Regions from separate parts of the Mus musculus genome. Here region 1 is linked to region 2. Evidence: chromatin contacts called from public Hi-C data. All regions are on one chromosome and are shown on one strand. The core of a region is the stretch at or near the end of the contact, and the rest is flanking DNA. Distances in the headings are between cores, read along the strand shown.

Region 1 (7,448 bases), core at 3,501-6,000, 2.4 Mb before region 2:
GACAGTAGCCCAGGCCACCTTTGACTCAATACAACTAACGGGGAGGGATGCTGCATGTGAAAAACATCTCTAGGCTGGGGGACTCACCAGAAAGTGATCTCATTATGCTGCCACTTGAGGCCCTGAATGGCATAGCGCTTCCTCCGAACATTGGCCTTGATCTCAGTCCCAAACTTATCCGGAACACCACAGCGAGGGCGCCTCATGGCCCTGGGGTGGAAACAACGGGGTCAGTGTAGTATATAAAACAAAACCATCTTCAAAGGGACAGAGTGTAGTGCTGTAGTTGACCCAGGGTCTTGGCCTCTGGTCCCAGGTCAGTGATGGGTGAGGCTTTGTGTGTGCCAGTGTAGGGGAAGGTCAGGTCCTGAGGTGGACGGGAGAGGACACTGAGGCAAGTACAAGTGGAAGCATGTTTGGTATTCAGCACGGTCAGTGGAGGCCAGGAACTTACATCATGGTTGCCAAATCAGCCTTGCCTGTCACTTGTAAACCATAGAACTTTTGCATGGCGGCAATGGCAGCTGAGAGTGACTGGGGTGAGCGTTGTGTGTGGGTACGCAGGTCCCCTGGAGGTAGGTAGCCATACTGCTGCAGCCAGGCCTGTAGGGAGAATGGTGTGGCTTAGAGAACTTCCGGCTTGGTCCAGGGGACCCACCTGCCTCTCCACGATGTCTGCCAGATGTCCTTGACGTCAGTCAGTGACTATGACGGCCTCTTAGTCTGACTCAGGCAGGAACTCTCAGGCTAACTGTTGACTTGAGCTTAGCCTAGACCCCGGGATGGCTTGTTCTCAGGGGTGACAGGGTGCAGACAGATGGAAGGCTGGGAAACCATTGCTCCCGACTGAGCTATGGTGCTCTTGGACATAAGAGCATCAGAAAGTTGAGAGGAGTTTTTAGCATACTTTTAGATTGTCTGTACATGTATGTGGAGGCCAGAGGTCAATCTCTGGTGCATTCCTTGGGAGCTATGACTCACCTATTAGGCCAGGCTGGATGGCCAGCAAGCCTCAGGGCTTGTTCTGCCTCTGCCTCTCTAGCACTGACATTACAAGTGTGTCACCACCACCTCTTTTATACACACACACACACACACACACGCTAGGGGTCAAATCCAGGCCCTCATTCTTGCAAAGTGAGCATTTTGCCACACCTTAAAATGCCTCCTTAGAGCTGGCATTCTCTCTAGCACTTTTCTTTTCTGTGTCAGCTTTTGAAAATATGGCATGTCCCATGTCTTCCCCCCCCCCCCCCCCCAGAGCTGAGGACCGAACCCAGGGCCTTGGGCTTGTTAGGCAAGCACTCTGCCACTGAGCTAAATTCCCAACCCCGGCATGTTCCATTTGAAAACAGGTTATGCCCATGGTAGGCAGAATGGTACAGTGGGGGTGAGGGAGCCTGAACAGGGTGAAGGAGTTTCCGGGACGGAAAGTACCACACTTCTAGGACCCTCACAGCAGAAATATTTTTAAGGAGGGCAGAAAATGAGTCAGGGGTAATGATGATGATGATAGGGAAGCTGTGCTCTTTAGGGTGGTAGCGAATCAACCATAATCCTAAGTAAATACTCTATGACTTAGGAATCTAGGCTTGGAGAGCCAAGCAAGCCATGTTATGTATAGACAATGAGGATGCCTGGATTCTTGTTGGGAGACACGATCCTGATAGCTCTGGTCCTATTTCAGTTTTACCCTTCTTAAGGAGTCCACAAGGGATTTCACACTGTCTAGAATGAGCATTCGGAAGGGAAATGGTAAAAGCTGCCTTGGAGCCCTCATCGCCTGCCTGCCCATGATCATTAGGATGGATCTATGGATCCATATGATGCTCTTCTCCTTCAGACTTAGGCACCCGTGGTGGAGCAGCGCTCTTGTGTGGGGTCTGGGGGTGATTCAGGAGCAGCTGACTTAGGACCTGAGCCCAAAAGGGCAGGAATTGCAACACAGTTCCAGGAAGTGATTCCCTTATGCTGACAAGAGTTAGGGCTCGAGTTGTAAACAACCCAGCCTTTCCCCAGCCAATGAGGTTGGCCAAACAAGCCTAGCATCACCTGTATCTCTGAGCCCTCCTCCGGGGTACAGGATTTTAACCTCTTGTGTGTCAGAGAGGCCTAGCGGGGTGTGTAACTCCAGAGTTGTTCCCACCGATCTGAAGGCTTGCCCTGACCTGTGCTGTGGCCTGTGCCAAGTATGCAGGAAACTCCCTTTGCTCCCAGCCTCACCTGTAGGCTCTGACCCCGGCTGGGCTATCAGCTGCTTCGGGCTTGGGGATAGGGGAGAGTGGGAGTGGCCGGCTTCCCCCCACCCAAGCTGAAACTCAGGAGTGAAACCAGGTCCACAACCCTCAGCAGATGAGGAACCGCTCTTAGAATATTCCGGAGAAGGGAGGCTGGCGGGAGAGACAGGAGTTCCGGATAAATCCCTGTCCTATGAGCCTTTCGAGATGCAGGCAAGTCTAAATAAGCACACTCATAAACCCGGCCCCAGTACCCCGTGGAGCAAAATGGATGCTTTGTCAGGAAAAGGACTCCCCGGAAGAGTATCACAAAGCCAGGAAAGAAACTGTCCCCATCATTTTCTTCCTCTCCCGGACTGGGCAAGTTTCTTTCTCCATCTCTGAGCCAGGCAAAACCACAGACTATGAAACTGGAACCACAGGAGAGGACTCTGGTGTCTGCGGCTGAGTGGGGGAAGGGACAAGCACCAGACACACCAACTGGGAGGAGAGGGCTGTCCTGGAGCTGTGGAGGCTCGGTGAAAGGGATCTAGCTGCCTCAGAACCCCTCTCCCTTCAGCTTGGCCGGAAGACAGAGCAACTCTGGTGGGTGGCAGGACCCGGTTGGCTGGCATTGTCTTGATCAATAACCGCAGGGTATTCCCTATGAGAAAGTCAAGGAACATCTCCCACTTTCGGAGGCTGAGAGGGTGGGGGCTCTCCAGCTCAACATCAAGTCTTGGATCCTGGCCTCTGGATCGGTCCCGCCCTACTTCCCACCCTACTGTGTGCCAGAAGCAAATGGTGGTTCTGGCTCTGGGAGGACCATGACCCACTTAGAGCAGAGCCAGGGCTGCCGCGCCTCCCCTAGGGCACCTACTGGAGGCTGGGGAGGGAAAAAAAGACGTTGGCAGTGGGCAGTTTTCCAGAGGCTCCTTTTGTTAGGCACTCTCTGGGGCTAAGATGGTAGCTTTAGGCCTGGGAAAGGAGCCTGCCTCCTCTCTCTGACAATTGGGTTTGGTTTCCAGTCTCAGGGAGGATTTTACTCTTTCCAGTTTCCATGCACAACTGTGGCCCGACTCCTAGGGCTACACTTGGCCTTTCAGCTCCAGGTCTCTTCAGTGATACAGGCAGCATGTGCCCAGGAGAGGTTCATTCTGAGGGTGCGCCCCGGCCTGGGCCCAGAGAAGAGGGAGTCAAATCCAGACCGTATCCTTCATTTGGGCCCTTCCCAGCCCTTCCCTACCACACCCAGGTCCTCACCAGGCTGAGTGGGTTGGGATGGCCCAAAATAAGAAGCTGATTAAATCCGTCTCCCACCTTCACCCCAAAATAAGAGAGGGAGGGAAAACTTCCTCGGACTACTCCCATGCCGCTTCCTTCAGGACCGGGGTGGGCTATGGTCACGGAAGAGTTAGGGATGGGGGTGGGGGCGCCAGAGTCAGTTGGGACACTCAGGGGAGACCCAGGCCAACCCTCAACTAACTCACCGAGCGAGCGACTCCCCCTAGTCTCCCCGCGATCAATGCAGAAAAATAATTATCAACAACAAAAAGGCCCCCCAAGGCGCCGGTAGGGGTGTGGAGGACGAGGGAGGAGGTGGCCAGGCTGAGCCCCGCTGCTCACAAGAAGAGCTTTGTGTGCGCGGAAGTTCGGCCCGCCGCGATCCTCGACGCCCGGGCCAGCGGCCCGCACCGAGGGCGGTCCAGGGGAGGCGGGTACAGCTTGGGCGCCCCCGACGCCCCCACTTGGTACGGATGCGTCCGTGCAGGGCCTCGGGCACCTGAGCGCTGCCAAACTGAAGGAACAACTCGCGTGTGACACCGGCCCGGACGGCGCGGAGTCCAGTGTCTCTGAGGCTCCCGCCTTGTGCCACAGTGCGCGCAGAGCTTGGAAAAGCGAGGCCCGGGCCCCGCTGCAGAGTTCTTCCAGGGAAGGGAGGAATGGGAAAGAGTCGGTGGCGGCGGAAGGGGGGTTGTTGGAGGCAGGCAAAAGTTGGATCAACTTGCAAGTTTGCAGATGAGGGGAGAAAAAGAAAGGCTGGCGCAGCAGAGCCCCCCCAGAGCCCATCTCTCAGCGGGGGCTGTCCCCTTGGAGACCCCCGGGCTCGCCTACCCGGCGGGCGAAACTCCGGGAAGGGCCGGAGGAGCTCACTTACTTCGGGGCTGAAGTTGCTGCCTTGGGCCCAGCCGAGGGAGGCGAGCGCCGTGCCAAGCGTGAGCAGGGGGAGCAGGAGGCTGCGGGAGGGTCGAGGGGCGGGAGACATGGTCCCCGGCGTCGGGGCGCCGGGCGGTGCGGGCTCCGCGGCGGGGCCCACGCCCTGGGGTCGCGCCGCCTCTCTTGGGGCGCCTTTGTCTTCTAAAGGAACGGAATGTGGATTCCTAGAGCGCGGTCGGCTTGGAGGTGAGGGAATTGCTCCTGGAAATGTCTGTTTGCTCTTCTCTTTTCCGTTTTTTGATCTTTCTTCTGCTTAGTCGGCGAACTGAGTTGGAAGCCCTCTCTGCTCTCCTTTGGTCCCTCCCTTCTCCCACAGCCTCTCCTCCGCCCCCGCCCCAATGCCCTCCTTTTTCGGTGGGGACGTGGTGTTTCAGCTCGAATCCAATTACAGCAGGAGAGAAGGGGAAAAAAAAGTTTGTCTTTTCTGTGGTGCAGGCTGCCATCTGCAGGGGTTGAGGCCGCAGCCGGCAACTAACTAGGAGCCTGGGTGTCCCAGGGGACGGGATGCGGAAGACTTTCTCTTCCTAAGCATTTTTTGGGTGGCCTGATTCCCGTAGTATTCAGCATGTCTCACTTGAGAGTGTTTAAGTATTGGGAAGCCCGATGGCTAGGAATGGTGGAGACATGAAGTCTAACTTGCGAGTGAGGAAGGTTGGGAGAAGGGACATTTACTAACAAGAGGGTTGTATGCTGAGACCTGTGGACAGCCTCCTTCTCCTCCTCTTGCCCCAAAGTTAAGACTGTAACAAAAGCCACATGCCCAACAGCCACCGCAATTACTTTGAATTGGGGGACCGACCCCTTTATTAATGGCTTTTACAATCTGGCTGTTCTATTAAGTGTGAACTGCCTGGGTAGGAAAGGGCTTCAAGGTCACAGGATCGGGGGAAGCCCGATGGATAGAAGTGGTGAAATTTGTTGGAAGAGGAAGGAATGGGAGGTAGGGTTTTGGAGTTTCCTTTAGTCTTTACAGTGGAGACAGTTCCTTCGAGCGCGCAGCTTCCGTGATGGCTGGGCAGGGAGAACAAAAGGAGAGGCAGACAGGGGAGAGGGAGGCCAGGCTGCGCTGGCTCTCCGAGAGGGAGACAGATAAGAGGTTGACAACTAGATATGGAAACACACCAGCAGTGGGACAGAGGCAGGAAAAGTGTGGGAGACAGAAAACTCGACCATCAGCGAAATGTAAGATCCAAGAATTGCATTTGGTCAGCGAGAGGAAGGCAGTGGGGAGAGGGAAGGAAAGCAAGCAAGGGAAGCGGTAAGGGAAGGGGGCAGGAATAAAGCCAGGTAGGAAGCTGCAGAGATCCACAGCTGCCAGCTTTGTGGTGGATGATGGGAGCCAAACACGGAGCACTGGAACGGGAACAAAGGTCCTTGCCTCCAGAATCCAAGGGAGGCTCACGATCAATACAATGAATGGTTGCTAGGTCATGGGCAGCGACCTTGTGTGTGGGGGTGGGGAAGCAAGGACCCTCTTTAACCTCTGGAACTTAAGTCTGATTATTACTCCTTCAGCAGAAGACCCCGAGTTTAATCCTTCCTATATCTGCCTTACAGTGTGAGTGTCTCCTGGACCATGTACCCAGATACTAGCTGCTTGTTAAGAAAGGGACTTCTAACAGGTATGGTGGCACATGGCTTTAAATCCAGACAGAGGTGGGAGGATCTTTGTGATTGCCAGACAACTTGGTCTACCTGGCCAGTTTCAGGACAGCCAGTGCTACCGTGAGACCATGTCTTAAAAAGGAAAAAGATCCTCAGGTGGAAAGACCTTTTCAAGAAAACATTAAATGCCAACTGTATGCATCTGAGCTGTGCATGGTCTCTTAGTGACAAGAGTATGAGGGTGAACCAGGGAAACTGCTGCTGCCCCTTTCTTCTCTCACAAAGCAGTTGCTTGTGGTTGATTAAAAATCCCAAGCAGGCCAAGTGATAGGTGGTGGTGTGCTTAGCTTTTGTTAAGGCTCTGGGCACGTTCTTCAGCACTAGGGGCAAAATGATCCCAGAGCAAGATCTGGCTGAACTGGAATGGGGAGGACTAAGGGCACTGGGCCAAGCCTGGCAGGCAGTGATTTTAAGGTCTTTTGCTATCAATACAAGTGGTGGGGAAAATGACTTGATAAAGCATTCAGACTATAGAAAAGAAAGCCAGAGAGAGTCTGGGAAAGTGGGGCAGGAGCTGCTTTTTATTGATTCGGAAGTGGGCTTCTCAGTAAAGTCCCTTTAGGTTTGAGATCATGTTCCTTCTTCCTTTCTTCCTGCAATTTCTGCTGCCTGAGCTTCCATGCCTGTATTCCAGCATCCATTTCCTGTGTCAGCAGTACAACTCGTCTCTGAAACAGACAGGAAGAGAGTAGGTGACATCTGGGGCTCAGGCATATGTACCACTGAGCAGGTCTCCCCCTCCCCCCCCAAAGCCAAGTGTTCAGCTGGATACTGATGCATCACGCTGACGGTGTGAAGCTGAGGAAGGTCAGCTGTTGGTTTCTGCAGAGTGCCCCGCTCCAGTCTTCCCTTCTCAGTCGTAGTAAAACATCAGCTTGGCCAGGTAGGGGGATACATCCTTTGATCCTAGTACTTGGGAGGTGAAGGCAGGCCCATCTCTTGTGAGTTTGAGGCTGGCCTGGTCTACATGCCTCATCGAAAGAAAGAAAAGGGACTGGAGAGATGGCTCAGAGGTTAAGAGCACTGATTGCTCTTCCAGAGGTCCTGAGTTCAAATCCCAGCAACCACACGGTGGCTCACAACCATCTGTAATGGGGTCTGATGCCCTCTTCTGGTGTGTGTCTGAAGACAGCTACATTGTACTCATATAAATAAAAATAAATAAATCTTTAAAAAGATAAGTTAGTTGGGTGTAAGGACTGGAGAAATGGCTGCTGCTGGTGTGCCTGCCTAGCAGGCAGGAAGCCCTGGATTTTATCCCATGCACTGCCAAACAGTAGCTCAAGTACAACACAACTTAAAACAGATTCTAATTTATGGGGCTGTAGAGATGGCTCTCTGCTCTTGCAA
Region 2 (6,754 bases), core at 1,257-3,756:
ATAGTCCAAGGGAGGTGCAAGACGCAGAAGTGCCTGGAGATGTCCCCCTTGGCGTAGGGGGACAGTGGCACCTGTCTTGCCCACTCACTCATCCGTCCTATTTCCTGTGCTAGCCACCACGGGACCATTCTCCAAACCAGAAACCTCCTCCATCTCAGAGAGGCCCTGAAAACAGATGCGAGCAAATTTTGGGGTCAACCAAGGGGAAACCCCGGGTAGAAGCAACCCCCTTCCAGTTTTTCCAGTCTTTCCAATAGTACATTATGGCAGCTTCCTAACGTTTATGCACGCGTGTAGCTCCAGTCATTAAATACCCAATTCTTTCACAAACATCATTAGGGAACTAACGTCCAATGCCAGAAAGCCAATCAGTTTCAGCCCTTCACTTCCCTACGGCCCTACTATGTGCTCTTAAGCCTACAGACAAGGACAGCCAGATTAAAAGTTAGCTGGAAGCTGGCTGCTTCATGCTTTCCTCCCTGTACCCCCTACCTCCTGTAGCTCCCGGTACTGCAGCCTTGACCTCTTGAAGTATCCAGGCTTCCTCTGGCTCAGCAAGAACAGGGCATATGTGGAGACCAGCACTCCCGCTAGGGTGAAGGCCTCCGCGCTCAGCTCCAGCACCAGCAACCCTGTCGACTGCAGGTCGTAGGGTGAGGATGCTTTTGTGGGTATAGCCCCTGTTTTCTTCTGCCCTTCCGCCTTCATTTACCAGTACCTGGGAGGAGTCCATAGAGGCAGTTCCCAAGGCTGTCTTCATCACCTCTATCACCACCGCAACGAAGCCCAAGATCAGGTTGAAGGTGTTGGATATCATCATGGCCCGCACCTACCAGTGAGCCAGCTCAGCCCTGACCAGCTTGGGAGACTCACTGCAAACTCAAACTCCACCTACGACCTAGCTGAAAACAAAACTCAGGCACAGGACTAGTGGAGGCCTGTAATCCCCGACACTTGGGAGGCTGAGGCAGGAGGATCAAAAGGTCAAGACCTGATTGAGCTACAGGATATGTTCAAGACCATCCTGAGTAACTTATGGGGGTGGGGGCTGAGGCTTTAGCCCAGGGCTAGTGTTTGCCTACTGCGCATGTGTTTCTGGGTTCAGTCTCACACACACACACACACACACACACACACACACACACACACACACACACCAAACAAGCAACTAACAAATGTCTGCTCCTATTTCCCTACTTTCAAACAGGATGGTTAGCTTTCTGACATTCTTACTTAATTGCTTCAGTCAGGGACAGACACCTGAGAGGATAAATCCCTTTTTTGGTTGAGGTGTGTGTGTGTGTGTGTGTGTGTGTGTGCACTGGGAGAATGGGAGGAGGCCTCTATTCTCTTGTCTCACCTTCCAGATGCAAGGTGCTCTTCGGAGTTCAAGGGTGATAATGCCAGTGAGGAGGCCCTAAATGGTTAGAAGGGCAAACTGTGAACTCTAGCTTTGTTAGAGAGGCCCCCCCCCAACCTTTCTCTCACCCTCCCTATGGTGGGTCTTACCGAGGCTCCGGGCCAAAGTGGCAGTGCTGTGACCAGGTGACAGGCAGAGGTCAAGCAGGAAACTGAGATAGTAAAGGGGACCATAGCTATTGCCAGCCACACTTGGCTCACCTGGAAGCCAGACAGGGCAGTTAGAGGGGACTACTGGGGACTTTTCCCTCTGCACAGTATTTTCCTCGTTTAGATATCATTAGTTAGGATAAATGCTTAGTAAAGTACCTGTGCGAAGGCAGACTAAAAATTGAGATTTTTTTTTTTTTGGTTTTTCGAGACAGGGTTTCTCTGTGTAACCCTGGCTGTCCTGGAATTCACTTTGTAGACCAGGCTGGCCTCGAACTCAGAAATCCGCCTGCCTCTGTCTCCTGAGTGCTGGGATTAAAGGCGTGCGCCACCACACCCAGCTAAAAAGTGAGATCAGAAATGAGATGCCCCTTTGTTCTTTCTGTCTCATTTTATAGTTCGCTTACCTTCATGTTTTCCCCAAAGGTAAAGGCAAGCTACTTGGAAATGAAGGGTTTTGCTTTGTTAATTTGTACATTTCTTTCTTCCCCCCACCCCCAGTCCCCAGCACAGTTTCTGGTGCATGGTTTGTGCTCACTGAACATGAGTGGAATTGAACTGTGTACAGTCAGCGAAAACCTGAAGCGGGGCAACCTGGCCTCACCGCCAGCACCAGTAGGCGTCCACTTTGCTTGTGTCTTGCCCAGTGCTGTAGCTTTTCCAGGCGAACGCTGGGTCTCTCCTGTCTTGGCTGATTAGCATTTTGATCCATTGCTCGCTTGACTGTAAGAGTGGTATTTCCTAGGCTGCAAAAAATTCATTATGGGGCTTTTCAGGAAATGGGAACACACAACATCTCTTTCATTGACCCCTCTGCCCACTCCTAATTCAGGGTTGAGGCCCAGAAACCTTACACCTACCTGAAGCGGTCACTCCAATGGGTTGCAACTCCGCTGGGTCACAGTACTCCTTAGGGGCCTGGTAGCTCAGAGCAGACAGTCTTTTCCTGGCACATAGTCTGTCAGAGAGCTGAGGTGTGGTGGGGCAAAGGTCACTATGAGGGCCTAAAGATTCAGGGAGTGGCCTTCCTAGACAGGAGCCTCAGCTCACTCCACTGGCCGGCCACCCAGCCTGCCTCAGTAGTCCCCCTTTATTGCCCTCTTTCTGCCCTTCCTCAGGGTTCACTTACTTCATCGCTCTGGACAAAATCGTCCTAGACCTCAGTCTCCCTTATTTCCATTCAGTCTTTGTTCTTTGGCTTCCTCCTCAAGTTACTCATTCTGCCCTAGTGAGAGTCTGTGTTACTGTCTGGATTGCTCCACTGGGAACCCTGTTCCCAGACCAGTTTTCATCCCCGCTCCCCTGGTTTCTCTGGGCAGTTTCTTTTCCTCACTTTTTTCTAAGGGTGACACTAAGGATCCATCCCAGGGTTTTGACTAGTTGATTAAAGGGAGGGAAAGCCTTGTACACTGGGGATTGTTTCTGACCCAGTGAAGACCCGGTACCTAGGTGCTGGTTTGGAAAAGATCTATACCAACAATATTTTTGCATTACAAAGGTCTCCAAAGGCCTGGGCTAGAATCGCAGTTCTGTCACCCTTTCAGGACCGTGACCTTGGCTACATTATTTTACCTAATTGAACTCCACTTCATTCCCTGATAATCAGAACTAACTACAATCTCCCCCTCCCCCAAAGGGAAGTTGATTCCTGGGTGGGTAGGGCGCCATTAATGGTGCTGAGAAGGTCATGTACAGATGTGATTGCTGTATGTGATTGCTGTACATATTACCACAGGGCTTGCCCAGAAGCTAAGGTGAGAACATTTATTTCCACATTTAAGAAAGAGAGCCAGCTGGCCTGAATGTATACCTTACCGAGCTAGTACAGGAAAGAGCCTGAGGTCTCGAGATGATACTCCCTGTGCCTGGGTCCCTGGTCTATCTGGCTGACCTCAGTCAAGTTGCTTAATCTGTTTCCTTATCTGTAAAAAGGAAATGAACAATACCAATCTCAAGGGGTTGCCTTGAGCATGAAGAGAAAATGCATAGGAATTAGCTTAGCCCGGTACACACCACAGAAGGAGGTGGCTATTATTTATAACCACCATAAATAAAAGAAACTGAGCCAGAAGATCCCAGGGAGCGGAGGCCCAGGAGGAAGGGGGAGAAAACTAGCTTTCCTCATGAGCCACTTCTGCCCTACTGCCCAGCCAACACCACTGGAGCACTGTATCCATGCTGATTTCCTGGGCACTGGGGACCCAAGTTTAAAGGGAACCAGACAAATTGTGCCTAGTTCCTGTCTTTTCAATCACCAAGAGAGTCGATTTTATTTAATGGCAAGGTTGAGATAGAGGCCTTACGATGTCCCTGAATTTGCAGGTCAGTGGAAGGAGAGAACCTACTTTTTCTGTAAATGGAGGTTATATGAGAGAGGATTACTGGAAAGATCTCATGCTGCTAAATACGTGAACAATCATCGAGTAAATATTGACTAAATCTGAGTATGCCACTTAGGAGTGTGCAACTACTGTTTGGGCTATAATCGTGCCGAGAGAAAGTAACACATCCCCTTCTCTCTGCATACCCCCAGTGTCGAGCACAGCGCCGGGTGCTTGGTAAGCACTCAGTAAATATTGTTGCATTGAAGAGCCATTAAAGTGTCTTAAAGAACGGAAAATAGAATTCGTGAAGCAGGAGCGAGAAGTGTTTATCAAGACCGGCAAAGGCGGAAGAGTAACTTTAATAATGTTTCTTGTACGGCAGACATTAACTATCTCTATAATCGCCCCTCCTCCTCTCCCAAAAGAGAGACAAATTGTAAGGGAGAGGCTTTGAGATAAAACCCCAGGAAGAACTTCCCGAGCCTGTGCATGTTGGGGCAGAAGCAGCGGCAGAGCCAACTCCTTCCCTGGTATGTCCGGGTCTAGGGTGGGAGGGGCAGCCTGCTTGGAGGCTGGGGGAAGGACAAGATGACCTTTCACAATCTCCTCCAGTCCCCTCGAGGAACGGTCTGCGCGCCCCACCCCCGCCCCCTCCTCCTCGCGCGACGCCCCGGGCCCCCCCAAGGCCCGCACCCCCTGGCGGCCGCCTCTTGCCGCTCCGGGGGTCCCCCGGCCCCGGAGCCCGAGCGCGCTGCCGGCCGCGCCGCCCCCCGCATGCTAATGGCCCGGCCGCCTCCCGCCGCACACAATGCGGGCCGGGCCGGGGGCGGAGGGCCGGGGAGGGGCGGGGGCCGGGCCGGGGGCGGGGGGGCCGGGGCCCGGCGCATCTCCCCCGGCCCCACGTAACGCTGACGCCCGCGCCGCCGGCCCGCCGCCGCCGCCGCCCGCGCCGCCGCCCGCCCGCCGGGGCTCGTGAGTAGCCGCTCCCCCCGCGCCCCCCCGCCGCCGCCCTCCCCGCCCCTCCCGGAGGGGGCGCGCGCGGAGCAGGTGCAGGGGGCGGGGGCGGGGGAGGGGCGCCGCGCGGCCCCGGCAAACTTCGCCCGCCGCTTCGGGGGGCGGGGTGGGGGCGGCGGGGCCGGCGTGAGAGTTGGGGTGGGGGGTCCGAGGAGGGGGCCAGGTGGGGGAGCCGGGAGCCCCGCACGGAGGGGAGGGCCGCGGCGCGGGGCGGGGGCGCGCGGCTTTGTAGGGACCGTGAGGCCGGGCGCCGCGGCCTGGGGTGCAGGGGGCCTGGGGGTGCGCGGTGGGAGAGCCGTGAGCACAGTGGAGGTGCGCCCCAGCCCAGGTGCAGCGGGTGGGGGTGGGGGGAAGGAGCCCTAACTCTCGGGGACCGGCAGGGCACGGGGCGGGGGAGGGGAGAGGATGGGGGTGCTTCTCTCTGTGTCCCAAACAAAGTGTCACAAAGAGCTCGGCCGGCGGCAGCCGCGGAGGCGGCTGTAACTCCGCTTTTGTTCTCCTGGCCCGGGGTAGCTGAGCTCTGGCCTCCCTATCTCCCAACCCTGCCCCCATTCTCCTCCTGGTTTATTTTCCACGGGTGGAGTGTGAGGTGTGCTGGTGGAGTCTCTCGTGTGAGATCACAGGTCCTGCTCTGCTTGCGTACCAGTTTTTGAGAGGGGTATTTTCCCAGATCATCTCCTACCCACCTCTCAGCCTGAGAACTGAGGCTCATACAGGCACTAACACTGACTTTTTAGGGCCAGCTCTAGTTAAAGAGACTTAAGGCTGTATACATGTCCTCCTTACTCCCCAATCCCAGGCTCCTCAGAACTTTCAGAATGGGGTCAAGTTAGGACATGCTAGAACATGGGTCTAGGATAAGATTGTGTGTGTGTGTGTGTGTGTGTGTGTGTGTGTGTGTGTATTGTACCTCCCTCTCACCTCTTCATAGTTACTATGGGAGCCAATAACTGAAATTTCATGCTGTTCCCCCCCGCACCCCTCCCCCCCCAGTCCTTTCCCCAAGAACTCATTTTAAAAGGTGTCCAGGTTCAGTGTAATGTGGATTTGAAACAGCTCTCAGAGCATCCAGGTTCAGAGAGCCATGGAGAGACCTTACAAGTGAGTTGTTCTCTTGTGTGTGTTCTCCAGGTGGTCTTGACTCTGGACTATCTAATAAGCCCCCTTTCCATTTACTCTCATCTAGCACTGGGGTTCGTATTTGTTAGCTGATTTAGGAGAGGGGAGATTGCCGACGAGAGGGGGAAAGAAATCATATGTTGGGGATGGCCAGAGACAGAGGCCTAATTACTGCTAGGCCCCAGAGACTCTGATCTTTTTTACTGAATACTTGACCTTAAAAATCTTCGAATCACAAGATTTGGGGTGGGAGGGGCAGCTTTCTCAGTCCTTTATTTGATGGATTCTTCCGTACGTACGTCTTTTCACCATCCATTCATTCTCAGTAGGATTTGCACTTACCACTTCTGCATCGGCTCTCCTAGTCTGTGAAAGTAATTGGCCTGTTGCTTTGGAAATATTTCTAATTTGTAACACTGGTCCTGCATCCCTGCAAAAATACAAACAGGAACAAGGTAACCCTTGATTCCCACTGTGTGTGGAAAGTAGGTCAGTACCACTCTCTGGCCAAGGCTCAGAGGTGGTGTTTTAAGCCTTGAGTATAGAAAAATGTGAGGATTGTCCACAGACAATACATGTCTGACTTAGGTTCCAAACCAGGTCACAGACTCCGTCTCTGTTGGAACTCCCTTATTGAGAGCAATTTATGAGCTCTGGTGCCCGAGACCTGGTTTGATGTAGAAATGACGGAAGCCATCTTGACTGGGCCTAGGAGGTCTCGGTGGATT

What was found. A called contact is a pair of places that touch in the nucleus more often than the background predicts.
Region 1: a contact with region 2 is called in a Hi-C map of muscle stem cells, with 4 times the contacts expected there. The contact joins the promoter of Mmp14 here to the promoter of Tmem253 in region 2.

Annotation. Positions count from the first base shown.
Region 1 is chr14:54,428,900-54,436,347 of GRCm38.p6, reverse strand. It overlaps Mmp14 (matrix metallopeptidase 14 (membrane-inserted)), which reads right to left and starts at 4,750. Exons shown (of 10, transcript NM_008608.4): 1 at 4,375-4,750; 2 at 455-603; 3 at 88-210. The coding sequence starts at 4,482. It overlaps Mrpl52 (mitochondrial ribosomal protein L52), which reads right to left. Exons shown (of 5, transcript NM_026851.2): 5 at 6,598-6,766. The coding sequence ends at 6,620.
Region 2 is chr14:52,012,617-52,019,370 of GRCm38.p6, reverse strand. Tmem253 (transmembrane protein 253) reads right to left here and starts at 2,506. Exons shown (of 7, transcript NM_001033805.3): 1 at 2,430-2,506; 2 at 2,174-2,315; 3 at 1,510-1,620; 4 at 1,361-1,417; 5 at 719-829; 6 at 493-639; 7 at 1-165. The coding sequence starts at 2,281. The coding sequence ends at 85. The region is part of intron 1 of Zfp219 (zinc finger protein 219); the gene reads left to right.